Regions from separate parts of the Hordeum vulgare genome. Here region 2 is linked to region 1. A link is a contact called in public Hi-C data. All regions are on one chromosome and are shown on one strand. The core of a region is the stretch at or near the end of the contact, and the rest is flanking DNA. Distances in the headings are between cores, read along the strand shown.

Evidence for each region. A called contact is a pair of places that touch in the nucleus more often than the background predicts.
Region 2: a Hi-C map of leaf shows a contact between it and region 1, with 5 times the contacts expected there. The contact joins the enhancer-like site here to the promoter of LOC123449499 in region 1. A contact is called at or near these places in 3 of 6 Hi-C or Micro-C datasets (leaf and seedling).

Annotation. Positions count from the first base shown.
Region 1 is chr4H:557,861,988-557,867,404 of MorexV3_pseudomolecules_assembly, forward strand. LOC123449499 (serine/threonine-protein kinase EDR1) reads left to right here and starts at 3,329. Exons shown (of 13, transcript XM_045126743.1): 1 at 3,329-4,028; 2 at 4,987-5,409. The coding sequence starts at 3,594.
Region 2 is chr4H:558,267,818-558,273,843 of MorexV3_pseudomolecules_assembly, forward strand. No RefSeq gene overlaps it. Among protein-coding and RNA genes, the nearest start is that of LOC123449502, 14 kb to the right of the region's middle. Within about 2 kb of position 1,759, at least 3 of the 3 cell types and tissues checked have open chromatin away from gene starts, as enhancers often do. A contact at or near this core is called in leaf and seedling, where this site is marked.

The DNA.
Region 1 (5,417 bases), core at 2,079-4,578:
GGTAGCACAGACCACCGCAATAAGTCAATAATATTGTACAGATGCATGAGGATCTGCACATGAGAGGGAGTGAGAGAGGAAGAAGATAGAGATGACATGTGGGCCACAATCAGTGATAGAAGTAGCTGATCCTGACCTGGATCGACCTTTTTCCCGGTGCGACAAATAGTCTAGGGTCGATTTAGGGTTGGAATTGACTGAAATTGCTAAGTACAGGGTGTCAATTTTAGGGATTGTAAGTTTAAGGTTTGATTTCAACCGGCTCTAAGGCCAACTCCACCGCGCGACCCCATCCTGTCTGCGCGCGTCCGTTTGGGGTAAAACGGACGAAACAAACAGCCCAGCGCGCAGGAGCAAACGGACTTTTGTCCGTTTTGTGTCCGCTTTTGACCCACCCGGCCCAACTTTGTGTCGATTTTGAGTGAAAACGGACAGCGCGCAGACAGGCGGGACGCGCGCGCTTGTCCGCCCCTGGCCCGCCTATCGGTGGCACAAAGTAAAACCCACCCCCGCCCCCTTTGGCGTCATCCCCCCCCCCCAAACCCTCCCATGTCCCGCCGTCCCTCTCTCTCCCCCATCCATGGTCGACGCCCATCCGAATTCCGGCGGCCCGGCTATTGACCAGTCCGGAATGGCCAAGAAGAAGAAGGCCAAGGAAGCCGCAGGCGGAGTGCACGCCGGAGGAGATCGCCAAGTTGGACGCGGAATCGGTGAAGAGGAGGAACCGGAGGGCGGTCGTGAAGGACAACGCCGCCGCGCGCAAGTTCTCTGCCGAGTGCGATGCGATGGAGGCCGCACGGCGAAAGGCCAAGGTCGAGGAGAAGGAGGCCATCGTCAACAAAGCGCACACCCTCCTCATGCTTGGCATTTGTCGTCCGACCGGTTTCTCTGCAGCGGCCGTCGGCCCGGCGAGCATAGGCTCGTCGGTCGCCCGGTCTCCGCACTGCCAGTCGCCGACGTCGCGGACCACGCCTATGTCGCCCGGCTTCCCCCGCCAAGGCACGGTGCCCACACCCGTTTCTCGGGGTCGCCGGACGTGAGCATGATCGCGCCTTCCACCCACACCCCTCGGCCTACATCGACCTCAACGTCACACCTGGGTCCATCAGCGGCGGTCGGCCGTCCATCGAGATGCAAAGAAAGCAAGCACGGCCGCCGTTTGTGGGCACCATGCTGCCCCCCGCGTCTTGTTCGACGAAATGCCAACACCAATGGCACCGCCCGACGACCACTACTGCACCCAGTTCATGGAGGATGTGATCTACAACGGCGGGCATGTCCCTGCCTACGATCCTGAGGAGACCCAAAGTCAGGATGGCCGCGCCCAGTTCGTTGCCGATGAAGAGGCCGACGACTGTGCTGAATACGACCATGGTGACTCGTGGCATGAAGACAATGACATCTATTGCGAAGGTGATGGTGATGAAGATGAAGGCCATGACATTGATATTAGTGGTGAGCCATTGTTCATCGACGAGCTCACCCAAAGAGCGGAAGCACAAACGAGGAAGAAGAGCATTCGCACGGGTTAATACACCCAAGATGAGGACAAGTTGATTTGCAATTGTTGGATGGAGATTAGCCAAGATCCGAGGACGGGCGCACAACAAAAGGGCCTAGTTTTTTGGACGAGAGTCCGCAAAACTTTCCATGAAAGGAAGATGTTTGAGCCCTATCAAATCACAAGCGAACGTGGCATCACCTCGATTCAAAAGAGGTGGTTGTTCATCCAACAAGAGTGCAACAAGTATTGCGCCGCATTGGAGAGCGTTGAAGCACGGCTCGTGAGTGGTCTCGGCATTGGGGACATGGTATGCTCTCCTCATCCTAGTCCTTTCCTTGATTCGGCCTTGTATATGTTTGCATGTCCAAATCTTGTTGATCATGTGGTGTAGGCATTTCAATCTTTGGAAGCATTCAAGGCCCGACACAATGACAAGCCATTCACTCTTACACATTGTTGGGCGATCATCAACAATTGCCCTAAGTTTAAGGATCAATATGGTGAACTTCAAAGGAAGAGAGGCAAGAAGACGGCCAAGTTCGCCGGAGGTGGAGATGGCGAGGCGTTGAAGAGGCCGATGGGCAAGACCAACTCCAGGATGGACGACATACGTGATGCCGCATCCATGGCCTTGCATGAGACTTTGCATGGCATGATGTCTCAAAAAGACATGAGGGACGATAATAAGCGGCAAAGCAAGGACGAGCAAATGAAGCAATACCTGGAGCTTCAAAGGAAGAAGCTTGAGATGGAGGAGGCGGCGAAGAAGAGGAAGATCGACCTGGAGGAGGCGGCCCGACAAAGGCAGCTCGACATCGAGGCCGCCAATGTCGAGGCCGGGAAGAGGCAGCTCGACATCGAGGCCACGAATGCCGCAACCAAAGCGAAGGAGGTGGCCCTTGCGATCATGGGCGTGGACTTGACCAAGAAGAGCGAGAAGACGAGGAGCTGGTTTGAGGCCAGGCAGAAGGAGATGTTCGACGCCGACGGCCTGAACTAGGTCGTCCGATCGGACGTGGCCGTTCTTTTTTGGAGGCTGGCATGGGTGCCGCCCGCTAGGCCGCTGGCTGGGTGCCGGCGAGAAACAGATTTATTTTGGAGGCTGGCTGTGTTGCCGCCCGCTGGCTGTGTTGCCGGCAAACAAAACTATTCATTTTGGAGGCTGGATGTGTTGTCGGCCGCTTGCTTTGTTGCCGGAGAGGACGTGTAGGCCGTTGGATGTGTTGTCGGCAAACAAAACTATTCATTTTGTAGGCTGACTGTGTTGTCGGTTGCTGGCTTTGTTGCCGGCGAGGACGCGTAGGCCGCTGACTGTGTTGCCGGCGTGAACTAGGGGCGCTGGCGTGAACTAGGCCGCTAGTATTTGAAGCGTTGTTCTTTTGGAGGCGGACAAGGTAGGGCAAACGGATGCGACCGCGCGCTGGGCGCACGTCCAGCGCATCCCAGGACAGGGCCGGACACGACCCATCTCCCTACCCAAACGGACATAATTCGGATAAAACGGATGTCCGTTTGGGGTCGCACGGTGGACTTGGCCTAAGAGTTCAAGATTTTTTTTAGACTTAGTCTATCTGCACGTCATCGTCCACCACAAGTCCCTCCCCCCAATCCCCATCAGTGCCCCCACACGACACATGACCACGCCGGGAGACGGGCCCCGGCCCACGACCCGCGGCCGGCTCCCCCGCCGGTCTGCTGCACTCGCGTCGCAGTCTCCAGTGGCTCCCGCCCGCCGCCCGCCGCCCGCCGCCCGCCGCCCGCGTGAACTTTACTCGCGTGGTGCTAAACCCGGCGGTTTCGTCGGGTAAACACCCCCGGAAACTCGGCCCAAAGCCCCCAGCAGAGGTCACCCCACAACACCGCGTTTTCGCAGTCTCCCCCCTCGGAAACATCTGCCCGCTCGCTCGCTTACCGAGCAAGCTTTCCCCACCTTCCCCCGCCCCGTCCCCCTCCTCCTGGCGGTGGCGACGCGATCACGACACGGAGACTTTCTTCCGCCCCTCCCCGTCGATCATCGCTCCACGCGCCCTGCAGCCAGCCAGATAAAAACCTGCGGGCGGGGGAACTCGGAGCCCCTGGCTGAGCGAAGATGAAGAACCTGTTCAAGAGCAAGATCAAGTGGCAGCACCGGTCCAGCGACCCCGCCTCCTCGTCGCAGCCGCAGCCGTCGTCGACCTCGCCGGCGAGCTCCCCGTCGGGCACGGCGCCGGCGCCCGCGCTGTCCTCCGCCGCGCCGGCCCCGACGGCCTCCTCCCCCTCCCCTTCCGCGCCGGCGGCGACGCCCACGGCGCCGGTTGGTGGGAGAGGGGGAGGCGGAGCGGGCGGGGACGACTACATGTACTCGGAGGAGGAGTTCCAGATGCAGCTGGCCATGGCGCTGTCGGCGTCCAACAGCGACTGCGCGGGGGACCGGGACAGGGACCAGATCAGGGACGCCAAGCTCATGAGCCTCGGCGGGGGCGACCGCTTCGCCGCCGCCCGGGACGACGGCCACACCGCCGACTCGCTCTCCCGCCGCTACTGGGTGAGGCTCCACTCCTCACCGCTGGATTCCATTCGAGCTGCTGAGCTGGAATGCTGAACCGCACGGTTCAGAATCTCTAATGACAAACTAGTACTATTAGGTCTCGGTTGCTTAATTACGCTGGTCTCCAGAATTGACGAACTTAATGTGGATCAAGATTTATGGTTCAAACAAATGTCGAGGCAGATTCCGGTGGTGCTACCTGCTAGCTAGTTCACCCCCACGATTTATACAACTTTAACCCATACTTCTAGGCTCTATCATTGTCTAAATAAGTAAAGTTTTTTCAGGTAGAATATAGTAAGTAATTTCTGTTCATATGACTGTACTTGTATTTAAACTCAGTCAATGAGGTTTGTAGGAGAGCACCAGCAGCGGGCTAGTAGCTGTATCTGGATTGCTAGCAAGCTTCAAATCGGTCCACAGTGCAAAATCACATCAGAGAAGAGAGGTGCTACCAGCTACCTCTCTATACCAGTTAGCAGCTGCACACGTGCTAGTGGACTGCAGAAGTAGAAAACACTAAGAAGGCAATGGAAATGATCCAGGCTAGAGGTGCTTGTGGCTCATTCAACCACATCAAGCTATAGATATGCTATTTGTTACTGCTTCCTATTTATAGAGAGAAGACAGATATCGGTGTTCTTTCCTGACCGCAATTCAGCTTACATGCTCAGCATTCAACAAAATGTGCTGTCCATTTGCCATATACATCTATAAAAAAAATATTCTCTGCTGGATCTCATCTAGCTTTTTCTACGTGTTATTTTTTTTTCGAGGTGTGTTATATTGATGTCATTTATATACTTAGTGTGCCAGATACTATTCACTGCTGCTTTGTTGTTGTAGCTATTATCCTTTGCTAGGCAAATATCTGTGTTTCCCCCTCTTTGATTTACCAATTAATCTCGAATTCTATGCGAGTGTATTTACAATTGTGCTCCATTCTGATTTCCAGGACTACAACGTTCTCGATTATAATGAGAAAGTTGTCGATGGTTTCTACGACATATTTGACCCCTCTATGGAATCCTCTAGGCAGGGGAAGATGCCATCACTAGAAGACCTTCAAACAGGCATCGGGGACCTGGGCTTTGAAGTCATTGTAATCAACCGAGCCGTTGATACTGCCTTGCAGGAGATGGAGCAAGTGGCGCAATGCATCTTGTTGGACTTCCCTGTTGCAAATATTACACTCCTAGTGCAAAGGATAGCTGATCTTGTTACAGATAATCTAGGTGGACCTGTGAAAGATGCAAATGCCATGCTTGCAAGGTGGTTGGAGACAAGCACTCAGCTGAGAACCTCACTACATACTAGCTTGTTGCCGATTGGCTGCATTAAATTAGGGTTGTCTCGTCACCGTGCTCTACTTTTCAAGGTCAGCTC
Region 2 (6,026 bases), core at 509-3,008, 400 kb after region 1:
GAGGTAAAAAATTGAGAAGCTTATTACTCTTGGGTGTTTGGGCATCCTAGATCTTGTGTCTCTTGGGTGCTTTGGCGCCCTAGACGGTTGGTGGTGTCTTGGATCTCAATCATTGTGGTATAAAGCTTCGGTCAAGCGTCGGGGGTCTCCCATTAGGTTGTGGAGATTGCCCTAAGTAATTTGTATGCATTCCGGTGACCGCCCCCAAGGGTTACCAAAGTGTACGAGTTCGGTGACTTCCTCAAGGGTTGCCATTTGTACGGGTTCGATGTCCGTCCTCAAAGATCCCTTAGTAGAATCACAACATCTTGCATTATGCTAGGACGTGAGGAGATTACCGTGGCCTTAGTAGCTTCTTGGGGAGCACTATGCCTCCACACCGCTTCAAACGGAGATTAGCATTCGCAAGGGTGTAAACTTCGATGTACAATCATCGTCTCCGCGTGGCTTAGTTATCTCTTATTTGAGCCCTTTATTTATGCATTTTACTTTGTGATAGCCATATTGTTTTATGTTATATATCTTACTATCACTTAGTTGTTTATCTTACTTAGAATAAGTTATTGGTGCACATAGGTGAGTCTAATTGTTTCAGATTTTGTGCTTGACAAATTAAACGCTAGTATTATTTCGCATTTGTTCAAGTCCCTATTCGGCCCCTACTAGGCGACATACACATCCTTTGAGCATCCCTTCACGAGTAAGAGCGAAAACCCTTCTCCAAGGTTATACATTGCTGTAGTAGAATCATCGGCTGTATCACACGATAGGGGAGACATGCCCGCTAGGGCGCATCGACCCGATACTGAAGGACTTTTCTAGCTTCAAGGAGTAAACTCGAGATGCATGACTAGCTCGATTGAGGGACTTCTTGAAATCGTATACATGAACATTTTTAAACACACGTTTTAAAATTCCTCTCAAAATTTATAAACATTTGGTATATGTGTTCTGACAATTTTTGCACTATTTTTTTACTTCATTTTAACTTTATAATATTATAAAAAACACTATACATGGAATATTTGAAAAATATTTACCAATCATTTGATAAATGTTAAATATGTATAAATAAAGTGTTTGTCACGTATAGGAAAAATGTATACAACAAAATACAATGTGTAGGAAAAAAAACTGTTCATGTGTTAAAAAAAATGTAATCAAGCATTTTACAAAATGTTGAACATGTACTTGAAAATGTTAATCAAGAATTTAAGAAATATTAAATGTGTATGGAAAAAATGTTGATCATGTATTAAAATTGATGTTTTTTTTATCTTGGTTACCAAAATGTTAGTCAAGTACTTTGAAAAAATGTTGATAAGTATCTACAAAATGTTTATAAAGTATTTAAATTTTTTAATCAAGCATTTGTAAAACTTTGAAATGTGTATAGAGAAAATGGTGAACATGTATTCAAAAAATGTTAAATTTGTATTTGGAGAAATGTTAAATGTGCATAGAAAAATTGTTAACCATATATTTAAAAATGTTATACTTGTATTTAAAAGGTCAAACATTTAACAAGATATTCAACACTAACCCGGCGCTCACTCAATGGCCAGCCATCTCCTTTTTTCTTCTTTTTTTTCTTTCAAAGGTGTGCTAACAGTCTGGCCCGTTGCTATGGACTCTCCAGGCCAGATATTCTTCTGTCTCGCTTAACGCGAGATATGGCTCCCACCACTTTCTTGAGTATACTCACATAGCAGGAGAGTCGGCTGGACCGTCCAGCGCGGGCGTTGCACTTCCGCTTGGAAGACCCTATTTGACGCATTATGCGTCAAATAGTCAGGGGTTCCGCACACCCCGTCCAGAAGACTTGGGCCAGCTCAGTTTTGTTGCCACCGATTTTGACGTGTTGATGCTAGCGAGCAAAAGCACAGGAGCTGCAAGCAAGCGACGGGATTTGGGCAGGTTCGTTAGCATTTTCCCTAATCCCGGTTTTGGAAACCTAAAGGATTGTTCGGTTGAGGTGGATTTAAAGGGGATTGAGGGGATTAAATCCTCTACAAGGCAAAATCGCTGCAAATCCCCTCCGATCCCCGCATGGATGGGATTAACCGAACTAAGCCTAAAGGTTTTTAGCCGGTTTTTTTGGTTTTGGGGACTTTCTAAAAGATTCCCTGAAACGGTTTTCCTTTTTTCTTTTTTGTTTTTTTCTGTTTCAAAAATATTCTGGATTTTGAAAAAATGTTACGGGACTTAAAAAATGTTTATGATTTTGAGAAAATGTTCAGGAATATAAGAAAATGTTTTGGAATTTGAAAAAGTATTCCGGAATTTTAAAAAATGTTCCAGAATTTGGCAAAATGTTACGAAATTAAAAAAATGTTCTGGATTTTGAAGACATATTCTGGAATTTGAAAAAATGTTTAGAAATTTGAAACAATGTTCTGGATTTTTATAAAATGTTTCGAATTTGAAAAAAATGGAACTTGAAACAATGTCTCAGAATTTGAAAAACTGTTTCGGAATTTGAAAAAATATCCAGAAATTTGAAAAAATGTTCCGTAATTTGAAAAAATGTTCTGGAATTTGAAATAATGTTCCAGAATTTGAAAAAATGTTCCGGTAGTTTTATGAAAATGTTTCGTATTTTTGGAAAATTGTTCCAGAATTTGAAAACATGTTCCTGTTTGTCGCAAAATGTTTGTAAATTATGAAAATGGTTGATATTTAGATTTTTTAGTAGTCTATAAAAAGTGTTTATGTTTCTATATATTTTCCTATATTTTTCTATCTTTCTCTTTCTATTTTTGTTTTTTAAAAGGAAAGGAAAGTCATTCAAATGGGAATATTGCGAAATAGTACGTTCTTAAATAGACTACGATACGATATTGTTCCTATCTAGTGACTCGATCTGGTGGCTATCATCCCTCGTGGTGGAAGCCGACGTTGTGGGTTCGATTCCTCTTGATCCTTCGGTTTTCGTTTTTGCGATTTTTAGGCTGTGTTTCTTAGTGGGCCGGCCCAACCGCACGCCTTCTGTGTGCGTCGTGATGGCACATAGGAGGTCCCCTTCCGCTTGCACTAGTCCGGGGCCGAAACGTCGCGAACTGTGTCGTGCCGCTTGACGTCTTGACCGACGGCCCATACACCACATCATGAGGTGTCACACCTATCGACCGAAGACACGAAGATTATTATATTGGCTTCGGAATAATAGAGTAATAGTCTTGTTAAGCCTCAATCGATGCTATATCTGTGAAATCTTACATTCATATTTGTGCAAAAAAATAACATTATTTTTTCTTACATGTTATGTCACTTGATCGAGACTTGGTTAAATCCGAGTCAACTGAGACCTAATCACACCCATAGAGCAATTCCGAATAGCAGCCAAAATCTTGAGAAAATCTAAGACAGTGGTCAATAGTTTTGGATAAATAATTTAGGGAGGTCATTCTCATACTGACACAATACAAGGACAAGTATATGCGAAATTTATCTTTTCATATTTGTAGTTAATCCTTCTGTTGTTTGTTATACTCCCTTCGTTCCTAAATATAAGACATTTTAAAGATTGCATTATGAATTACATACGGATGTACATAGACGTATTTTAGAGTATAGATTCACTCATTTTACTCCGTATGTAGTCTCTTAGTGAAATCTTTAAAAGGTTTTATATTTTGTAACGGAGGGAGTAGAATATAGGACTAAGTTTCTTGACCGAACTGCGAGCGCGTAACTTTACGAGGTTCTATCCTAGCTAGCTCGTGCGTGGCGGTGTGGTGGCCGAAAGGAAAGAGAGAAGAGGGATCCATGGCTGGTCGCCGACCGAGGAGGAGAGGCACGACGTACCTATGATCACGTCGATCGCGTGATGGAGCGAAATCATGAAACCTCACCTGCGCGCTGCATGCATGCCGACCCGGCCGGCCCATAGATCGATCGATCAGGCCACTCGCATGCACTGCATGCTTTAGCAAGGATGTGACCGGCCGATCAAATCTCACCTCCTTAATTACTCCGTGCGTACGTACGTCGTCGCCGATCGTTCTGGAAGAAGCTCGAGGACAGAAGATGAACAGTTCCTGTTCGATCGCTGCACGTTAGATACAGTACCCTACGGGCGTAGGATGCGCCATACAGTTTGCACAAACACCGTGGATGGACCTGGACGTGACTCGCCGATCAATCCGCTCGACGTACGTGCGTAACGTGACAGCTGACTATGACTGACGGGTCACTGAGTCTCTCGTAGTACGTACACCGCACAACAACACACACATGTATACATTGATCCACCCCCTGCCCATATGCACGGCGGCAAAAGTTCAAGGGCTACAAGACAAGCCCTACACCATGCATGCATGTATCGGAGAGGCTATGCATCTGCATGCACACCGATCGATCCACCCATCACTCCTAACTCCTGAGGTTGACGTCCAGTTTCTCGCTCATATATACTAGTAGTATTTGTTTGCCATCTTTCCAATCGAAATAGAATCTCGGTGCATGCATGGTGTGGTACTGGTGCACGACAACTACAGGTACAACATGCAAGTTCCAAACGCATGCCGTTGTCATTGCCTGTGTACAAGTCAGAATACACATATGCTCGGGCGCATATATAAATGCACACTGGATGTGCATGGAAAAGGAGACTAGCAAGCTATAGCTAGAGTGCGATGCTGGTATGCTATGCTATGCTATGGCACGGTACTTCTCCCCTGTGAGTGACTGACCGGGACAGATGCTTCTGCCGCACGCAAGAAGAGCATTCCCAAAGGTCGTATTGCTCAGCCTGTGTTCCTTTCCAAATCCCAAGCCAAAGCCTCTTCTCCCGCTTCCAAAGCGAAAGCTATGGTACTACTAGCTAGGTTGATATGGATGCACGCATGTGTTGGTTGCTTCCCACCGGCCACCGGCGAGATGCTCGATCTGCCCTCTCCTCGTCCTCGTCTCTTCCTGGAGTGGGCATGGCGCAGTAGTTTTAGCATCATCCGTGCACTGCATGCGGTTAGTTAGATTTAGCATCATGTATCTCTCGGCCCGGGCTAGACAACTTTCCATGATTGTCACTCACTCGTTGCTTGCATGCATGCAGTAAGAAAAAAAAAAAACCATGCCGGCCATGCTTAAACGACAAGTATGATTTTTGCGAAAAGACAAGCGCGACGATTTGACGAGACGTCTGCATGGTTGATTTTGTCTTTAATCTTCTACAGATCTTGACGCGTGATTGCATGCAGTAAATTAAAACAACCCGGTCGGCCTTGCTTAAACGACAAGCATGAAGATTTGACAGGACGTGCATGGCTGATTTTGTCTTTAATCTCATCTCCTACTACATACTACTCTCCCTCCTTTCCTAAATATAAGTCTTTGTAGAGATTTTACTAATGGACTACATACGAATATATATATAGACATACTTTAGAGTATAGATTCAGTCATTTTGATCCGTATGTAAACCCTTAGTGAAATCGCTTAAAAGACTTGTATTTAGGAACGGAGGGAGTACATACGTATATATTGCTTTCACGCACGCATGTATCCGCCCACGCTTTGAGTCATCGATCGTTATGGACCATAGCTTTCGCTTTGGACTTTATGTACCGTGCCTGTGCCCGTGTCGATCGTCCATGCACGCATGCATGCATGCATGCAAAAGCGTGGCATCGTCCATTTGCATGCATGCAGCTCGACAATTCATCACACACACACATATCTCCCTCTAGTCTTTTCTGCTCGAGAGTCGAGAAGAGAACCCTGCAAAGCATATACACGCAAAGAGGAAGAACATATTGCATGCATGCATGGTGACATAGCGGTAGTGGTATATCATTGACGCGATTGAACACCCTGGGGCCTGCCTGGCGTGGAAAGGCACGCACGACATTCTTTGCCTGTTCCGGTGGGCGGTCGATATATATACATCGATCGACCGCTTTGCTTGCTTCCCTGCTGCTGTCGTCGTGACGAACACTGGATCGCTCTCTCGCTCCGTCACCCTTACGTGCGCAGCACCATCCAATAACAAAAGCAGCTCACTCCCACTCACGCACGCAGGAGGA